4 separate regions of the Mus musculus genome follow, and regions 2, 3 and 4 are each linked to region 1. Evidence: chromatin contacts called from public HiChIP or PLAC-seq and promoter capture Hi-C data. All regions are on one chromosome and are shown on one strand. The core of a region is the stretch at or near the end of the contact, and the rest is flanking DNA. Distances in the headings are between cores, read along the strand shown. Region 1 holds the start of Neto2 (neuropilin (NRP) and tolloid (TLL)-like 2). Region 2 has its middle 72 kb from the start of Gm33687. Region 3 has its middle 49 kb from the start of Gm33687. Region 4 has its middle 5.9 kb from the start of Gm33687.

Region 1 (3,224 bases), core at 498-2,997:
GATTAAAGGTGTGGCGGAACACACCTTTAATCTGGGCTACACCTTCTGCTGGAGACAATATAAGGACATTGGAAGAAGGGAGTCTTGCTCTTGCTCCTGCTCCTTCGCCTGCTTGCTACGTGAGACTGAGTAACTGCTAGATCCTTGGACTTCCATTCACAGCTGCGACTGAACAATTGTTGGGAATTGAGCTGCCGACTGTAAGTCATCAATAAATTCCTTTATTATCTAGAGACTATCCATACGTTCTGTGACTCTAGAGAACCCTGACTAATACACCTATGAAGACCTTGACATGTGTCAGGAGGATTAAGAGACAGACATCCTAAAACCAATGGAGAGATGAGTGCATCTCCACATTCAAAGTCCACATTCTCTTTAATCTTTAGTTTCTGATGACACTTGTCCCAAATTCCCTGCTCACACTTGCATCTTACCTGACACTTGACAATCATGACTACACCCCTCCTCTTCACTTGCCATCCAAACATTTTCCATCTTCTTTCTCCCCTTTTTCATGGAGCGTTCTCTGATGACATCATACAGGCTGTTTTTTGTTTTTTGGGTTTTTTTTCTTTTCCTCCATCAACAACTATGCATTGTTGATCCAGAAACTCAAAGGGCTTCCCAGTTTCTTTATCCACTCTTGCCCAGGACTTAAACTGAATTATTAACTGCTGTCCCCATTTATCATTATTTTATTTGTGGAAAAGGTTCTAAAATGCCTTATTCACTGGTTCCTGGGTGCAATTTTAATTTAACTGCAGGTGATCACCTTATAAGCCCCAAATCACACATCTTTCATAACCACTGAAGCACACAGCAAAGGGCTAAACAACTTTATGCTAATAGGTGTTAATTGGTTTTATTTATAAACTTGTTAATTGCTTATACTTCTGTGACTTTCTTAGAGCGATCCAAGAAAAGAAAGAATGTGACACCCTTGGAATATTTTGTTCAGTTGCTGGACGTTCTAATTAGCCATAATTTGCTAGATAAACATTTATATATCAGATCAATTACGGTAGGGACTTAATATTGGTAGGCCCCCCAATACCAGTCATTGTTATATGCACATAACTCAAACCAATAAATGACTGTAGCCCGCCTGCATTCAAGTCATTTCTATTTCAGTAGGATGAAGCAGCTCTGCCAGCAAGACAATTTCAATGCACAAGAGCTGGAGGAAGACGAGATCATGCACAAACTATCCAAGGCACATATAATTCCTTTCCGGTGGCGCTCAGCGGTCCGTCTGTACGGCTGTGGTTAGGGGTGGCCTTGGGGAGACCCAGTCTGCATTCAGTCGCGCCTGTCTCTGCAGCTAGAACAAAGTTTCACTTTTCTGGCTGGCGTGGAGCTTTCAGCCCACTGTGGCGAGGACTGGGAGTGAGGATTCCTCAAGCAGCGCTGTGCCTGGCAACTGTTGGAGAAGGTTCAGTAGGTGCAACAACCCTTACTGCTGGCCGGGGGAACTCACCCGGGCACCTCCAGGGCCCCCGCGGGGGTCTCCCTTCCACCGAGATCAGCAAGGCTGAGCAGACGTTTTCAAGCACCTGAGCTTGAGGTCCTCCGAGAGGGGATGGAAAAATCGGACCTGGGGAGCTCAAGGCTTCGAGAAGACACCGGCAGGGAGGGGTGGGCCGCGCGCGAGGCCCGGGAAGCGAGTGGCGGGCGGGGCACGCGGGAGGGCGGGGCTGCGCGTGCGCAGTGGCCCCGCGGCCGGCACGCGGCGCTGCGCTCGCTGCTTAAATGAGCCGGGGCTCCCGGCGCGCGCCACTTCAAGGGAGCCCGCCGCGGGAGCGTCCGCCGCTGGCTTTCCTCAGCCCGCCGAGAGGCGGCGGCCGTCGGGGACCCGGCACGGCGGGCCGAGGCGCTGCGCCCGCTGCTAGGAAGCGGCGGCGGCCGGCGATGGGGACGGAGCGAAGCTACCCCGCCGGGCCGTGACCACCGCGCCGCCGCCTCGGGCGCTCTCGGAGCGCCGACGCTGAGGAACATGGCCCTGGAGCAGCTCTGCGCGGTCCTCAAAGGTAAGCGCGGGTGCGGGCAGCGCCCCCTTGCGGGCCAGGCCGCGCTCCGCTCCGCTCCGCCGCCGCCTTCGCGCCCTTTGTCTGGGCCAGGCCGCCCGCCGCCGCTGCGAGCTCGCTCCGGGGGACGCCGGCGACTCCGCGCCTTGCAAAGTGTGCGAAGCGAAGGCCGGTGGCCCCAGGTTGCCACCGCAGAAAGTGGTAGCACACAAACCACGAAAGCCCCAACTCCGACGCGCCGCAGCGGTTTCGGAGAAGCCCCCAATGTCCGCGCCTCCCGCGGGTCCCACCTGCTGCGGCCGGGAGGCTGCGGCACCACTGCGGGCTCGGGGCTGCGCGGCGGCCCTGCATGCCCCCCGCGCCCCGCGCCCCGCGCTGCCTTCCCGGGATCGCCGAGTCCCGCTGCCTCATGAGTCCTGTGCGGAGGATGCACGGGTCGGCAGCGGCCGGCGAGCTGACAGCATCGAGCTCCTAAAGCCACTGAGAGGCTGCCTCTCCGCGGAGGTGCTGTTTCAGATAAATATTTCTAGATGGTTTACATTGAGAGGCAAAGTTTATTCCAGAACTCGTCCTGGATTGATCCTTTCATAAATCTCAAGAAAAAGCACCGCCTTTCAGCAAATGACTTCCTTTTCCCCAAATGATTTAATTGCAAATGAATAATATCTGAATGGGTTTTTTTTTTTAAATCCTCTTATATTAAGAGAGAAAGTATGACAGTGTTAAAATACTGGCGCTTACATTTTTAGCACTGAATCCTGATATTTGCACAATTACACATTTTGGTGTTTTCCTGGTACGTGTTAACACCTTATTTTCAAATTTGTTTTGTTAGAAAGTTCAGTGGAACTTTTTGTTGTTCTTGAACTAACAACGTTTTAGACAAACTTCATAATTGGACAAATATTCATAAATTACTAATTGACGTTACAGCCATTTAATTTAAATATTTACCTACCTAACTATATGCATATCAATACTTTTATGTTCAGACTGTGCCAAGATAACCACTAACCTTCTAGCCAGTGAATATTTATTTCAGTTAATCCATAAATTCTTAATAATTTTATTATATAAAAACAAATAAAAAATTCTGTAGCTGCTTTAACTCCTGATTATGTAGTTATTTCCTTGGAAATTAACATTTTGTTTCACTCTTTAATAATAAATGAACCACATGCACAAATGGATTTCTGC
Region 2 (3,224 bases), core at 214-2,713, 650 kb before region 1:
CCTCACCACCACAGACTGTAGCTTCAACTATAACCCAAACAAACAGAACAAACGTCCTCTCCCTTAAGTTTCTTTTGTCAGAGTATGTTATCACAGCAATGGAGAAGTAAATTATGACATGCCTGTAAAGATTATGTGCTCACATGCATCGCTCCTTCACTGAGGTGTTGCTTAATCTTGGATGTCAACTTGCCTGGGTCTGAGATCAACTAAGAAACATGCTTTTGGTCAGGTCCATGAGGGTATGTCTGGATACAAAGAGGTCTGGAAGAAAAGATTTTTTTACTTTGCCTCCTCACCTTTGCTTCCTGCTGATGAGTGCATCTACTCTGTTGATATCTTTGCTTCCATCCTTCACTGATATTGAAACCCAACTTCTTTGACCTTTCAACACAGACTGAAGCCCCAAGATCTCCAAAACTCCTTCCTACTTTCATCATCAGACTAGGACTCCTGAGGCCACATGGACTGAGCAACTATGTGATGTAGATTAGCTATTGTTGGATGACACAGCACAAGTAGTGTAAGTCAATCTAATAAATCCATTTTAAACATCCTATTGCTTCCATTCCTCTAGCAATCCCTGACCAATACAAATGAGAAGAAAGGCAAAGCTTCAAACTTTGGGTAAATGTATTCATGTGTGGTAGTTTATCTGAGGTGATTCCATAAACAAGAGTGAGACCATGAAAGGAAATAAGACATGACATGCTACTGGACTAATTATTGCTATGGTCAACTGGGTTCAATCTCACTGGACAGTCTGAGGGACTGGAAGGCTGGCATTAGCCTCCTGCAATTAATATGCATGTATACACACACACAGCAGTTTATTTCTGGTGTCTGGCACAAAGCCCCCAAATCTATAAATTCCCCTACAGTCCTATCTTAAAACTTACTAACTCCCAGCAGGGGAGAAAATGGCAAGCTGTTTCCTCTGAGGCTTCTTATCTGCCAATGAGCAAGGACCTTTAAGAATGGGCCATAAGACAGAAACTTAGAAAACCCTGATACTCTCACACCAGTCCTCAAAAGGGACATAACAGAGTGCAAAGAGAACAGACTGGGATTGGGCAGGTCAGTGTCGTAAAGTTTGTACCTCTGTATCATTTCCATGCAGCCCACGTGTGAGTTCTACTATAGTAAAGGCAGATAGCACCACACATGGTGTTTCATTTCAAAGCAAGCTGATCTGTGAGATTTCAGTCATCCTTCAAAGGTGGAGTCCTCTCTGAAAACCCACACGCGGGAAAAGTAACAGGAAGAACAAACTGTTTTCTCTTATATGCTCCACGTGGAACAGATCTGTGGCCACACATCAATTTTTCAGCATCTGCTAGAGAGCCTGTGAGCAACTCAATTTTGACATTTTCTACTCGGAGATAGAGCCAGGTACCACTACATCCCAAAACAAGCCTACTTCAGAGGCCAGTCACACTCCTTGTGGTTAGAGGGTCTGGTGACTCAATCCCTGTCATTTGCTGGCATGGCTCACTGAAGCCAGACAAACCCTTCGCCCATGTATTGTAAGGGTTAGTGCAAAGGATCCAGTTGAACAGCCAGGGGAAGGGGTACTTACAGCAAGCTGTGTTTGCAGAAACTGCAAGTGCAGGGATTTTTTACTGGGGGTTTGTCACATGCATATGATCAATTAACTTAACTGCAGTTCCTTTTCCCTTTCCAAAACAGAGGCGTCTTAGTTAGGGTTTCTATTGCTGTGAAGAGATACCATAACCAAGGCAACTCTGATAAAGGACAAAATTTAATTGGGTCTGGCTAACAGGTTCAGAGGTTTAGTCCATTATCATCATGGTGAGACCCATGGCAGCATTCAGGCAGTCAGACATGGTGCTGGAGGAGCTAAGAGCACTACATCTTTTTCCAAAGGCAAACAGACAACTGACTTCCAGGTAGCTAGGACAAGGGTCTTAAAGCCCACACCCACAATGACACACTTCCTCCAACAAGGCCACGCCTCCTAATAGTGCCACTCCCCAGAGCCCAGCATATTCAAACCACTACAATAGGATTGGATAAAATTGGAGAAGCTCAATTTCATTAACAGATTGAATAATGTCTACCCAGTGAAGGCCTCTTTCAGAAACACCTTCACAGACACACAGAGTAACAACATCTTACCTGGTATCTGGGCATCTCTTGACCCAGTAGAAATAAAAACTAAAGCATTGTAGTGACTGAAAACAACCACCAATTATTAAGCTTACAGTTCCTCAGCCCTACCATTCAGGACGGGCTCTGCCAAGTGGTTTTTCTGTTTGAGTGAAGTCGCTTGTGCAGATTATATTTGGTTGGCTCACTTGAGCTCCACACAGTATGTCAATGTGTGTGTGTGTGTGTGTGTGTGTGTGTGTGTGTGTGTGTGTTAGTACACAGGAGGCCAGAGGTTAACCTTAAGGGTCATTCTTTAGGAGCCATTTACTTTGTTTGCATTTGGGTGGTTGTTTTGTTTAGTTTAGTTCTGTTTTCCATATGCTACCCAACTCAGCTAGTCTGGATGCCTCCCTAGCTCTGGGACTGCAAACATACCACCAAACCTGGGCTTCTCATGCAGGGCAAACATTTTACTGAAAAGCCATCTCCCCAGCCTATACAAACTCTTAATTTTAGCATTCAGACATAATTATCTTGTATAATTTTTATAATTATAAATGAGGTTCAGAGTGGGTGGGTAACTCATCCAAGCACACATGGCTTGTGAAAAGTGTGCTTTGTTCCTTGTGATTAGCTTATTCAACCAGACAATATAGTAAAGAAATAAAAACCAGTGATACTTTTCATCAAGGAGCTCAGACTGAGTCATCGGTGCAGAGAATAATGAAGATGTCTGTCATCTACTGTCCAGGGTGACTCATGAGGAGCTGCCCAGCCCACACTGAGAGTGATGGTATGCGATATTCTCTCAGTGAATCCATTCTTTATGGAGAACCTAATGACTCACAGTGCAAAGCTGTCATTATAGCAGCCTTTAGAGATAACTTAAAGACAAATGGTACAGGTATTGAAACACTGCTGTGAGACAATTTGGTTGTTGGGTTTTTGTTTTTGTTTTTTGAACCAGAGAAAGGACACCAGAGACAGAAAATTTCAGTTAATGTACTGAGAATATGGTCATTCATCACATGCAACTCTGTACTGTTCCTTTGTTTACATATTGATGAGTTTTCCCTAATTCACTTGGTGAAAAAAAAAAAAAAGACAACATG
Region 3 (3,224 bases), core at 406-2,905, 630 kb before region 1:
CAGAAAAGATGGTGAAGGGAATGGAGAAGTCAAAGCTCAGAGGAAAAACTACTGTAACAAGGACACAGGGTGACAGGATAGCAGCTCTGGGGTCAGCCAGTGTGTATGTGTGTGCATCTGTCTGTCTGTGTTTGTGTGTGTCTGTGTGCATGCACACCTGTGGTGGGGGAGGGGGCTGTGCACAAACTCTGGAGCTACCAGTGACCCAAGTAGGTTCTTGCTCTGTGTCTCCTTGGATCCTCAGAGCCACCCTCTTTTCATTCAAAGTGTTGATGTTATTATTTGTGCTGTGAGTCCTGCGGCGTAACATACAAGTGTGCCACTCATGGGATCTGAACAGGTTTTTCCATCGATGATGTAGGGTAGGTAACAGGCCAGGCTGACAGAAGGCAGATTGATGGTGGAAAGGGACACACAAAATGATGTAGTATTTCAATTTCTGTATATGCCTAGGAGTTCCACAGGAAAGGAGGTAGGCCCCAAAGAGAGTTAGGCCTGAGAGTTCATAAACCAGCAATAGTTTGTGAAGAAATGACAAGACAAAAGAGCAGTGTTTGGGATTTTAGGTTTGGTAAATTGTAGGGAAGTGAGTCTATACAGGAAATTAATGAAAGATAAGGATTATCTTAGTAAGTAAGGGTTATCTATGCAGACTCATCAGGGATAGAGTTATCTCCCTTCGTGGTGAGGACTGAGGCAGCATGGGTATCTTCACCAAGGGAAACTCATACCCAGATTAGGAGCAGAAAGGGAAGCAGGAACCTGTCTTCCATATACTCTTCTCATTTGTCTTTAGCTCAAAGTAAACAGACACCAGCGTGGCATGGTTTGGGCAGCCTGGTGTTCTGTGCCTGTTAGTGATAGCACAGTCATGGTGATTAATTAAAATGACTATGCAATAAGTTTAAAAGTATTCTCTTTACCAAAATGTTAGCTCTACAGAATTCAAAATCTCTTGGGCAATCTTGGTATTTAACGTCTGCATTATTCCATCTCAAACATTTCTACTGTATTTAAATTTAGGAGCCAATGCTAGTGTAGCAATTTGTCATTTCTTCTGTCCCAACAGATATCCCCAGAGGCACTAAATAAGCTTTTAGTTATTAGCCTTGGTGACTTATAAGAAAACAAAGAAGGAGCTGTGTTTGGAGGAGGGTGTAGAGAAAGAAACGAAATGGAAAATATGAGTGAACTTAGGGGCCAAAAGGACCTAGTAGGGGTGAGAGGCAAAGATGACTTCATATGAGCCAACAGAATTCTTATTCTGATGGAAGTTTTGGAACAAACATTTAATCCAGAGCTTATTAAACCTGAAGAACCTGAGACACAGAAAAAGACACATATCTACAGTGGTAGAAATAGATCACAGACTGCAGATTCAGCTTTCCATGATGCCCACCCCTCTGCCTAGGAAACTTCTCCTTCTACACCATCCTCTCCACACACCCTTGACCTAGTTAATCTCATCAGCTTAGCTCTAGCTAGGCTCAGGCATCCCCCTCCCTCACAAACCTCCCGTGAGCCCCCTGGGTCCCAGTGGCTCAGGATCTGCTAACACACTTGCAGAGCACCTGCCAATGTGTCTTTCCCACTGCCTCCTCCTCCTCCTTTTCCCACTGCCGAGGCCACACAGTCTGGGCTCCACAAGCTCCACAAGCGCATGAGTCACCCAGGAGGTGTGGATGGAGCATTGCACCGTGGGGGATGGCTTCGTTCCCACAAACTCCTCTATTCCGTTCATTCACAAAGCAGAGGGCAGAAATGGTTTCCATTCATGCATTTTTCAATAGCAAGGGTCATTAGGGAAGCTTCTCTAATTAATCCTGATGCTCACCCCTGCAGAGTCGGTGTGGTCTTTTCTCTCTCCTTGGCTCTTTTTCTCAAGTCAAACCGTGCTAGAAGACAGGAACTGGTGGGCAAATTCTGTGAATTGTCTAGTGTTTTTTTTTTTCCTAACACTTGCTCTTATCGCCCTAGACATACTTTATGTGGAACAAATTGATTAAAATATAAAATGAGAATTTACTTTGTTAGGCTCTGCAGAATATAGTTATTGGGGTGTATAAAGATCCAAGGAGCTAGAAGAAGAGGAGGAGGGAAAAGGAGGAAGGAGGAAGAGGGATGAGGAGGGAAGAGAAGGAGGGAGGGAGAGAAGAGGTGGCAGCTTCCCTAACAGCGGCCACCACCCTCAGACTGTCTTATCTTCAGCTCAGTCTCCTTGCCAAGAAGGTTGGAGGAAGAATTGCTGTTTATTGAGACAGTACTGTGTGCCAAGCACTGGGTAGAGAAACTCTCGTAAGGTATTCATTAATTATTTGAGGGCCAGCTGGGAAGACATCCGTGAAGAAAGCATATTTGCCATCAGAGATTTCCCATTTCAAAAGAAGAGACAGACTGGAAGCAAGTGAACATGTCACAGAACACAGGGTGGCAATTAAAGTCAGAAAGAGACACCATTTAGGTTAAATAAATTAGAATGCTGGGTGATAGTTCAGGCTTGCGGGGGGGAAAAAGGTTCCTTGGGAAGTGAACCTGAAACGGAATGGTGTGACCTTAAGGCTAGAGACACATTGGAGGAAGTATTCCTATCAGAGTGGATAGGCCTTTGGTGACAAGGCACAAGGGCAAGGGCTGGAGAACAGGGACACATAAGCTCTGTGAGACACAGGAGTGGGCAGAGACGTAGACAGAGGCAAGACGCCAAGTCTCTACTAAAGACTTAAACCCCTTCTGAATTTCCTAGTGGCTTGAATGAGCCTATCCACTCCTACCCCATTTCCTACAGAAGCCCCCACCGCCACCAAAGGCTCATAGATTAAATGTTTGGTCCCCAGTTTATAGAACTGCTTGGGAAGAATTAAGAAGTATATCCTATTAGAGGAGGCCAGGCTTTGAGGTCTCAAAAGACTCTGGCCATTCCCAATCTCTTTTTCTCTCTTTCTGCCTTATGATGTGGTTCAAGATGTGAGCTCTTACCTACTGCTCTAGTGCCATGTCTGCCAGCCTGCTGCTATCTCCCATAGTAATGGTCCTGGATTCTAACCCTCTGAAATAATAAGCCCCAAACAAATGCTTTTTAAAAATAAGTTGCCTTGGTCATGATGTTTTAGCACAGCAATAGAAAACGACTAAGACTCCTAGCAGTCCTTTGTAGTGTTTTGAGTGGAGGCCTGTCATGATCTAATTCACTCGGTGGATGGCTGCATCTTGTTTGATCCTCAAAA
Region 4 (3,224 bases), core at 295-2,794, 570 kb before region 1:
CACAGATGCTGTTCTTAAAAAACAAAATCCCCACCAAACCCAGACACTATTGTGGATGCCAACAAGTGCTTGCTGACAGGAGCCTGATATGGCTCTCTCCTGAGAGGCTCTGCCAGTGCCTGACAAATACAGAGGTGGATGCTTGCAGCCAATCATTGGACTGAGCACAGGGTCCCCAATGGAGGAACTAGAAAAGGACCCAAAGGAGCTGAAGGGGTTTGCAGCCCCATAGGAGGGACAACAATATGAACCAACTAGTACCCCCAGGGCTCCCAAGGAGTAAACCACCAACCAAAAGTACACATGGAGGGACCCATGGCTCCAGCTGCCTATGTAGCAGAGGTTGGGCTTGTTGGACATCAGTGGGAGAAGAGGCCCTTGGTCCTGAGAAGGCTCTATTCCCCAGTGTAGGGGGATGGCAGGACAGGGAAGTGAGAGTGGGTGGGTTGGTGAACAGGGGGAGGTGGGATGGGATAGGGGGTTTTCAGAGGGGAAACTAGGAGAGGGGATTAAAATTTGAACTGTAAATAAAGAAAATAAAAAAATCATATGGCACAAGGCACATTGTTTTTAATTATGATTTCATTGCCTCTTATAAGTGAGACATGGGTTTACCGCATGCCGGGTCTTGTAGACTGAATATAAAATAAACTGCTTAATCCTCATTAAAAACAAACAAAACAAAACAAAACAAAAACAAAAACAAAAACAGAATCCCAAACGTTCGATTTATCAGTGAAGGCACAGAAGCCAGATGCTGTGGTGGAAGCCGGCTAGCTCACAGAGTCAGAGAAAGTACCCAGCTGACCTTCCCACTCCACTGGTGTCCCAGAAGGAAAAGCCCCTCCTCCTTCTGCACTCTGTCTTTATACCCTTCAACTCAGAGACTCTCCTTCTCTTTCCTGGGTTTTCTTATGCTCACTCCCTGACAATTGGTTGCTTAATCTGCCTCTTGGTCTATCGTTGACTTTATTGAGTTCTTGTTTACAGAAAGGTCTTGGATTAAAGCCATGTGCTAGGGCTGAGCCACACCACAACAAGGTTTATCCAGTTCACAATCTTGGGGTTCACACGGTGATCACATATCCTACATCACAAAGAGGAAGAATTAAGTGTTGAGTGACTGAGCTGGGATTAAACATTCATTGCTCACATGGAGTGGCTGAGCCATACAGAGCCACCAACAGGCATGGACTGAAGTAGCAAGAACAGAAGGCAAGGCTGAGAAGTTCCCCAGCAAACTGACCTTGTGGCTAAGTAAAGAAGTCTTTATTTTGCATGATGAGAATGGAGCTGATAACTCTGCATCTCACAGGTACCCTCAAAGGCTACATACACTAAGGCTTCCTCATGGCCAGCCGTTCCAAGTAGGCTGCCATCAGCCCTGCTCAGTTAGGCAATGGGAAGGGATTGGTGCATTCAGCACAAGCATCAGCTAAGACAGGCATAAAAACATAAAAAGGAGCCAAGCCAGGCCCCATCCGCACCAAGGAGAGCAGCTGAGTTCTGAAAGCAGGCTTATTAACTTTACCAGGCTCTGACGTTGCCATGGATACCACTAACCCAGTGTAGTATTACTTCTGCCTCTTGGTCCTAAAACTGCTTTGCTCTTCAGCCCTGAGTCATGCTGGCAGAGTGGGATTTTCTTCCCACTTCTCCAAATGGGCCCTTAAAGTACAAATGGCTTTTGAAGACTCAGAACCAGAGAGAACTCATCCTATTCCACACCATCGTTTCAAAAATTGGTTCCTTTCAAACACTATTGTACACCATACCAGCTGCATTTACATGAACGTGGACTTGTGTGAGTGAGCAAAACTGTGTTCTTAGAAAGTGCGTATCTGTGCTGTGAACACCACAGACCGTAGAAGTTAAAGGAAGGACATTAGTGAAGTACAAGTTCAGGTGTCTGTACTTATGTCTGTAATCAATAGTGGTCACGGAGCTCTTGAAAGGGATGTGTTAAGACTGTGGACAACCCAGTACAATGAAATCAACTTCATCCCCAAAATGATGCTCTTGAGAGTTAATGTTCTCAAAGCCTCAGCAAACAAGCAAAATTGCTTCTGACACTAACATTCCCAATAAGCACTTATCAGATGGATGAAAGTGTATTCATTTGTGCTGCACTTAATGTCTCACCCCCTCACCTCACTTGAGGCTCACAACTACATAAACCCAACAGGGCAATTGTTGCCTGTTCCATAATGAGTTATAGAAACACTGATCGCTTAAGAGTGCTGCTGGAGAAACTTGCTTGAAATGTGCACTTCCCAGTGGATCGATGGGTTGATCGATAGATGCTCCAAAGGCTGATGGCAGGAGGAAGAGTGAGCAACTGGAGCAGAATGTCAATGCCTGGACCTTGAAAATTCTCCCACTTCCCCAAATTCTGTATTTATCTTGAGTCCCTTAGCAATTCTCAGATCCTTAGACACTCACTATAAAGTGAAGGTGAGTTAACGTGAGTCAGAAAAAGAGTAACCGTGGCAGCTGCTCTGAGTGGAGAGCATCACCTTTGGCATGGTTATCTGTATTGTTCTCTCTTGGGATCCAGATAGTAGAGCCATTTTACATCCCCTGGGCCACAGAAGAGAGGCCAGGGAAGTTGCAGGTGTGCTTTATGTTTCTTCCCTGGGTTAAAGCAAACCTCAGAGCAGATGGGGAGGGTGTGTCATCTGAGCTGTTGCATGACCTGCTGCTTACACCCAGGGAGTGAGCATCCTGTTCTATTCACAGCTAAAGGTCATTCCAGCCCGAATTCTTGGGGTTCATTCAAGGTCACTCTCCTCAGGTTTTCTCTCATATGCAAAGTAGACTCAAAAAAAAAATCCTATTTTTCCCTCTTCTCTTTCTGATGCTCAGTCAACACCTGCCATTGGCAATGATTGCTTTTGCCAGGGAGAGAGAGAGAGAGAGAGCCTTTAAGGACCCTACAACTCTTGGGAAATTTCTCCAGGACACAAGTCATAATGAAAACCAAACAGAAGAGACCATGGAAGGGAGGAAAATAACTATCAGCAGCCTGAATCAAAGCTGCCTCCAACCTCATATGTGCCGCTCCCTCAACCCTGTGCTCTTCCCATCCACAGACGCATGAAGTCTGGGCTTTGCAGCGATGTGCGGGGCCAAGTATCTGCACTAGAGACCATGGATTTGGATGGTTCATGCTGTACAGCCAGGTGCATTCTAACACAAGTTCTCTGGAGGGATCTTGACTCTAA

What was found. Promoter capture Hi-C pulls out the DNA fragments that hold promoters and counts their contacts. HiChIP or PLAC-seq counts read pairs in DNA pulled down with a chosen protein or histone mark.
Region 2: a contact with region 1 is called in a promoter capture Hi-C map of the SN4741 cell line, with 5 times the contacts expected there. The contact joins the enhancer-like site here to the promoter of Neto2 in region 1. A contact is called at or near these places in 27 of 39 promoter capture datasets (the 3T3-L1 cell line, 3T3-L1-derived adipocytes, the C10 cell line and 15 more), 4 of 15 datasets of contacts at CTCF or cohesin (embryonic stem cells, large pre-B cells, pro-B cells and 1 more), 62 of 484 Hi-C or Micro-C datasets (B cells, the BV-2 cell line, the Ba/F3 cell line and 31 more), 17 of 115 datasets of contacts at active chromatin or transcription factors (astrocytes, a beta-TC-6 cell line, bone marrow-derived dendritic cells and 10 more) and 4 of 9 other capture datasets (adipose tissue, embryonic stem cells, liver and 1 more).
Region 3: an H3K27ac HiChIP or PLAC-seq map of SST interneurons shows a contact between it and region 1, with 7 times the contacts expected there. The contact joins the enhancer-like site here to the promoter of Neto2 in region 1. A contact is called at or near these places in 22 of 39 promoter capture datasets (the 3T3-L1 cell line, 3T3-L1-derived adipocytes, the C10 cell line and 13 more), 1 of 15 datasets of contacts at CTCF or cohesin (large pre-B cells), 3 of 484 Hi-C or Micro-C datasets (cerebellum, cerebral cortex and tail fibroblasts), 10 of 115 datasets of contacts at active chromatin or transcription factors (SST interneurons, acute myeloid leukemia, embryonic forebrain and 6 more) and 4 of 9 other capture datasets (adipose tissue, embryonic stem cells, liver and 1 more).
Region 4: a contact with region 1 is called in an H3K27ac HiChIP or PLAC-seq map of SST interneurons, with 8 times the contacts expected there. The contact joins the enhancer-like site here to the promoter of Neto2 in region 1. A contact is called at or near these places in 18 of 39 promoter capture datasets (the 3T3-L1 cell line, 3T3-L1-derived adipocytes, the C10 cell line and 9 more), 2 of 15 datasets of contacts at CTCF or cohesin (large pre-B cells and pro-B cells), 2 of 484 Hi-C or Micro-C datasets (both in cerebral cortex), 14 of 115 datasets of contacts at active chromatin or transcription factors (SST interneurons, acute myeloid leukemia, astrocytes and 7 more) and 4 of 9 other capture datasets (adipose tissue, embryonic stem cells, liver and 1 more).

Annotation. Positions count from the first base shown.
Region 1 is chr8:85,699,447-85,702,670 of GRCm38.p6, reverse strand. It overlaps Neto2 (neuropilin (NRP) and tolloid (TLL)-like 2), which reads left to right and starts at 1,747. Exons shown (of 9, transcript NM_001357288.1): 1 at 1,747-2,030. The coding sequence starts at 1,997. Mir8109 (microRNA 8109) reads right to left here and starts at 1,766; the gene lies at 1,650-1,766.
Region 2 is chr8:86,349,975-86,353,198 of GRCm38.p6, reverse strand. No RefSeq gene overlaps it. Among named protein-coding and RNA genes, the nearest start is that of Gm33687, 72 kb to the right of the region's middle. Within about 2 kb of position 1,463, at least 14 of the 459 cell types and tissues checked have an H3K27ac peak or open chromatin away from gene starts, as enhancers often do. A contact at or near this core is called in the SN4741 cell line and embryonic fibroblasts, where this site is marked.
Region 3 is chr8:86,327,257-86,330,480 of GRCm38.p6, reverse strand. No RefSeq gene overlaps it. Among named protein-coding and RNA genes, the nearest start is that of Gm33687, 49 kb to the right of the region's middle. Within about 2 kb of position 1,655, at least 23 of the 459 cell types and tissues checked have an H3K27ac peak or open chromatin away from gene starts, as enhancers often do. A contact at or near this core is called in SST interneurons, cerebellum, cerebral cortex and 2 more, where this site is marked.
Region 4 is chr8:86,272,306-86,275,529 of GRCm38.p6, reverse strand. No RefSeq gene overlaps it. Among named protein-coding and RNA genes, the nearest start is that of Gm33687, 5.9 kb to the left of the region's middle. Within about 2 kb of position 1,544, at least 53 of the 459 cell types and tissues checked have an H3K27ac peak or open chromatin away from gene starts, as enhancers often do. A contact at or near this core is called in SST interneurons, cerebral cortex, embryonic limb bud and 2 more, where this site is marked.